Regions from separate parts of the Mus musculus genome. Here region 2 is linked to region 1. A link is a contact called in public HiChIP or PLAC-seq data. All regions are on one chromosome and are shown on one strand. The core of a region is the stretch at or near the end of the contact, and the rest is flanking DNA. Distances in the headings are between cores, read along the strand shown.

Evidence for each region. HiChIP or PLAC-seq counts read pairs in DNA pulled down with a chosen protein or histone mark.
Region 2: a contact with region 1 is called in an H3K4me3 HiChIP or PLAC-seq map of bone marrow-derived macrophages, with 4 times the contacts expected there. The contact joins the promoter of Ms4a6d here to the enhancer-like site in region 1. A contact is called at or near these places in 16 of 39 promoter capture datasets (the 3T3-L1 cell line, 3T3-L1-derived adipocytes, cranial neural crest and 10 more), 3 of 15 datasets of contacts at CTCF or cohesin (large pre-B cells, pro-B cells and stem cell-derived epiblast-like cells), 3 of 484 Hi-C or Micro-C datasets (B cells, bone marrow-derived dendritic cells and embryonic fibroblasts), 6 of 115 datasets of contacts at active chromatin or transcription factors (CD8 T cells, bone marrow-derived macrophages, effector CD8 T cells and 2 more) and 2 of 9 other capture datasets (adipose tissue and liver).

Annotation. Positions count from the first base shown.
Region 1 is chr19:11,063,988-11,066,685 of GRCm38.p6, forward strand. No RefSeq gene overlaps it. Among named protein-coding and RNA genes, the nearest start is that of AW112010, 15 kb to the left of the region's middle. Within about 2 kb of position 1,359, at least 56 of the 459 cell types and tissues checked have an H3K27ac peak or open chromatin away from gene starts, as enhancers often do. A contact at or near this core is called in B cells, CD8 T cells, bone marrow-derived macrophages and 3 more, where this site is marked.
Region 2 is chr19:11,603,502-11,606,199 of GRCm38.p6, forward strand. It overlaps Ms4a6d (membrane-spanning 4-domains, subfamily A, member 6D), which reads right to left and starts at 1,303. Exons shown (of 7, transcript NM_026835.2): 1 at 1,173-1,303.

The DNA of each region.
Region 1 (2,698 bases), core at 109-2,608:
CCATAGAAATAACAATACTAAAAACCTGCCAGTATTTAGCTTTCTGCTGGTATAGAATTAACAATTGAATATACAGAGACATACCTTCACACAATGTACTCCAACAGGGATTACATTAAATCTGTAGATTGCTTTTTGTAAGATGGCCATTTTTACTATGGTAATCATATTAATCCATGAGCATGGGTGATCTTTCCATCTTTTGATATTGATAGCTTCTTCAATTTTTTTTTAAAGACTTAAAGTTCTTGTCATAAAGGTTTTTCATGGGCTGGAGAGATGGCTCAGTGGTTAAGAGCACCGACTACTCTTCCAGAGGTCCTGAGTTCAATTCTCAGCAACCACATGGTGGCTCACAACTGTCTGTAATGGGATCTGATACCCTCTTCTGGTATGTCCGAAGACAGTGACAGTGTACTCATATACATAAAATAAATAAATAAATAAATCTTGGGAAAAAAGAATATATTTTTTTAAAAAGGTTTTTTACTTGCTTCATTAGAATAATAACTCAAGATACTTTACTATTATTTTCTCTTTTCCCCCCTTTTAACATAGAATTTTTATTAGTTGGGAATTTCACGTCATGCACCCCAATCACACTAATTTCTTTCATGTCTAATCCCACCTTATGACCCCACCTTCAAAGAAAAACAAAGCAATGACAAAATGAAGTCCACTTTGTGTTATCTATCTACTCAATGGAGCATAGTCAAACTCTCAGTGGACTGGACCTTAAATAGAACTGAGTCTTTCCTCTTGTGCACCCCTGTAAAAAGCCATCAACAGTGGAGAACTAACTACTTCAGCATCTTTATGGCACTTTAAAAAAATTACTTTTATTTTTCTTACAGTCCATCTGTTGCCCCTCTCCTGGTCCCTCCTCCCCCAGTTCCTCATCCCATTCCTCCTCCTCCCTGTCTCCAAGAGGATGCCCTTCTCCCCCTGTCAGGCCTCCCCAGTCCCTGGGGCCTCAAGTTTATTGAGGGTTAGGTGAGTCTTCGAGTCTTCTCCCACTGAGGTCAGACCAGGCAGTCTTCTACTGTATATGTGTTGGGGGCCTTGGACCAGCTCGTCTATGCTGTCTGGTTGGTGGCTTAGTGTCTGAGAGATCTCAGGGGTCCGGGTTAATTGAGACTGCTGGTCTTCCTATGGGGTTACCCTCCCCCTGAGCTTCTTCCATCCTTTCTCTAATTCAACAACAGGGGTCCCCAACTTCAGTCCAATGGTTGGGTATAAGTATCTGCATCTGTCTCAGTCAGCTGCTTGTTGGGCCTCTCAGAGGACAGACATGCTAGGCTCCTGTCTGTACACCATAGTATACCTTTTAAGACTTCTCTTCAGTGGTTTCCTGTTTAGGCTGCTTTTTTTTGGGTTGTGGGTAGGGTATTGGCGGTTACAGAAGCCTTCCATCTTCCTCTTTCTCAACTATGTGTCTGCAATTATTGATATCATTGCAAAAGTAGCTTCCTTGTTCTTTACAGTTAGTGGGAGTACAGATCATGGGCTTCTACATGGTTTCTAGTGACAACATATACCACGAACATGGCCCCAGGCTATAGCTGGCTCATACTCAGACAAGGCCCTTGGAAGCATCCCAACTATGGACATTACCATGGCCTCAGGGGGCAGCACAGGCTATGCATCTATGGCTTCACAGTGGCATGATCCATTGACACCAACAGGACTTTAGGGGGCAGCTCAGACCAGGATTTTGTCAAAGACTTTTTTTCAGAATCTAATGAGATGATCATGTGATTTTTTTTCTTTCAGTTTGTCTATGTGTTGACAGATTTCTATATGCTGAACCACCCCCACATCTCTGGGATGAAGCCTACATAATTATGATGTATGTTTTTGATGTGCTCTTGGCTTTGATTTGCAAGTATTTTATTGAATGTTTTTGCATCAAAGCTCATGAAGGAAATTGGTCTGTAATATTCTTTCTTTGTTGAGTCTTTGTGTAGTTTGGTGATTGTGGCCACATAAAATGAATTTGGTAATGTTCCTTCTGTTTCTAAATAATTTGAGGAGTATTGGTGTTAGCTCTTTTTTGAAACTGATAGAATTCTGCACTAAAACCATTTGCCCCTGTTTTCCTGTTTTTGTTTTTGTTTTGGTGGGTGGTTTGGGAGAATTTCTTTTTTCTTTTTCCAGAGCTGAGGATCTAACCCAGGGCCTTGTGCTTGCTAGGCAAGTGCTCTACCACTGAGCTAAATCCCCAACCCCGGGTTGGGAGAATTTTAATGACTGCTTCTTATCTCCTTAAGGGTTATAAGTCTATTTAAATTGTTTGCCTGATTTTGATTTAACTCTGGCAAGTGGTATCTATCAGGGAAACTGTACATTTCTTTTAGGTTTCCCAATTTTGTGGAGTACAAGTTTTTGAAGTATGACCAACTGATTATTTGGAGTTCCTTGGTGTCTGTTATGTCAATCTTTTCACTTCTGATTTTGTTAATTTGGATATTCTCTTTCTGCCTTTTAGTTAGTTTGGATAAGGATTTTTCTATCTTGTTGATATTCTCGAAGAACCAGCTGTTTGTTTCATTGATTCTTTGTATTGTTCTCTTTATTTCTATTCTATTGATTTCAGCCCTGAGTTTGATTATTTCCTGCCATCTACTCTTCTTGTATGTGTTTACTTCTTTTTGTTCAAGGGATTTCAGATGTGATGTTAAGTTGCTAGTACAAGATC
Region 2 (2,698 bases), core at 53-2,552, 540 kb after region 1:
TTTTTAGACAATGAATATATACATAACATGACAACTCCCACTGATCCCAGTGAACAGAGCCAAATGTTTACATAAAACTTGTAGATTGGAACTGTTGAAATGACTCAGCAAATAAAGGCATTTGACTTCAAGCCTGAAGGTCTGAGTTCGATCTGCTGGACCCATGTAGCAGGAGAGATTCATTGCAAGCTGTCTGTGACCTGCAGATTTGCCTTAACACACATTCACCTGCATGCATACACACATATACACACAAAGAGCTATAATAAAAAGACTTTCAAAATGTAGCATTAATTTCCTAGTTGCTATCATGTTTGAGTGCACTGTCCCTTATTCTGATGAGTTTTATCCTCAGGTTGTTCTACCAGTCTTGAGATATAATTAAAATTTGATCTTCAATCTTTTCCAATTTATGCTACTACTCAAACTACTGAGAGCTATTTGTTCATTGTTTGTCTCATAGTGTTATTTCCAGCATATTTCATCATAGTTTAGAACCCTCACAGTAATTCTATTTGTTAGTAATGTCATAATCAAAAAAGAATTTCAGAGGTAAATTTTGATTCATGTGTGAAAATAACACATGATTTTATAATGACATAGGCTTGATGCTAAATAGATATTTAAAGTTTTTGTTATTAACCAGTTGCCTACACACAGTTGGGTGCTGGATCCCAGCTGTCTCTGTCTCTGGTTCCTCACCCTATTTTCCCACCTGCCTGCGGCAGCCTGTGTCTAAGTCTCCTCAGTGTGGAGAAGCACCTGAATGCAGAGTGAGAAGCCCTGGAGTTGTAACCTGAGGTTCAAGATTAGAACTGTGCCCTTGTTAGGAAGAACCAAGTTGCCTGTGGAATTGGTTTCTGAGCTCAGTTTGCCTCTCTTTTCTGTTCCACTCTCAGACCTTAGACTGCCTAATTAGTGAATGGCTTAAAAGCCTTTGCAGGTACAAGAGCTCTGCTTTTGTTAATTACATGACCTTAGGACAGTGACCACCAAGATCATGGAACTAAAACCAGCCAGGACCGATATAAACCCAATACCCATTCCGTTTGCCCATTTAGTTCTGAAGTGTCCCAGTGTCTCTATTGCTTCCATAAGCACCAGCAATCTCTTACAGTGCAGTCCCAGAAATAGAGTGCTGTACAAAGGAATTTCTCTTCAGGGTTGCCTACCTGAGCCTGTGCGCCTTGTCACCCAGTCACTTCCAGCTGAGCTCTCAGAAACCCCAAGAGCTTTAACTATGGGTTTTCTCAGTCTGATCCTTGGTTCCTTCTTGTGAAGTTCTAACTGTCCCAGCCCTTCCTTCTTCTGTGCTCACTGCACAGGAAGTGGCGCTTACAGTCTGGACATGTGAATGTGCCTTTACTTCCTTTTTCATAGACTTCCAGTAACCAGGAAAATGACTAATTGGACCAGTTCTGGGAGACTTGTAGGTTACTTTTCCTTCCCATAAAATATCATCATGACAGCACTGACATTTTTATCACTGGTTTGAATTTTGTGTCTCTCTAATTATCCTAGATCTAGAATACACATTCAGTGGCAGAGCTGAACCTGCTGAGCATCTCAGAGACCCTAATTTCTGATCTGATCCTCAGTGTGCATTATGCTTACGTGTCTATTGGGTGCCAATGGACAGAGTGAACCAAGTTGTTATGAAAACTGACAAAGGTGTTCTTCTTCCGAGCTGGTTTGCGTCTGCGAAGGATAGCATTGCCTTCAGATCCTGACTTAGTGTCAGTGGAGTTCTGCACATTCCATCTTGGCCCACAATGATATGAGTATCACAAAACCAAGCAAAAACTTCCGTTCTTCCCAAACTTATGAGTCATGAAAGTTGTGGCAGAGATGGAACAAGGAAGATGAACAGAGTTAGACGTCATATTCCCCAAGGCCAGTGATCTTGTGGTGTTAAGTAGAATGTCAGTCAGAGTAGCTTTTCTCAGCTCTGTAACTACTCCATGCTAGAGGGATCATGCATGGGGTTAAAAACTAAAATCTACAGGTAAATAAATAATATGCTACATTTATAAAGGCTTTAATCAATGAACTTAACAAAATATTTAATGATTTCTGCAAAGCTCAAAAATCTAGATCACTATTAGAATACAACTAAGTTTTTCTTTGGTAGTTAGACAGTTACCAGGAAACACTTCCAATCAAAAAAGGGGGGGCAAAAATAGACATGAATACCCAATGGTCTCATGGGCACTGTTTTTTTTTCTTTTATTGATTCTTTGCAAATTTCACATCATGTACCACAGCCCCACTTACCTCCCCCTCCTCTGGTACCTGTCCTCCACCCTTGCCATCTCCCCCCAGCAAAGAAAAAAAAATCTCATTGTGGAAGCTGTAGTGTGTCACAGTGTATCCCACAGTATTCCCTTTTGTCTAAATTTATTTGCTTGAAAATATCTGTTGCAATGATTCTTGGTCTGGTATGAGACCTCTGACTTCTGCTATTCTATCAATACTGAAACCTCACTGGGACTCCTCTCAGATATCCTGTTGCCCTGTGTCATGGAGATCTTATAGCTTTGGATCTATAGGACCACTCCCTTCATACACTCCAGCTGTTCATCGATGAGGTAGATATTGGGGTGGGTCAATTCAAAGCCCTGAACCTGGGCCTGAGAAGTTTATGAGCTTGTCAGATCACAAGCTCTCAGGCCCTTGGTGCAGCTCACTGGCAAATGCC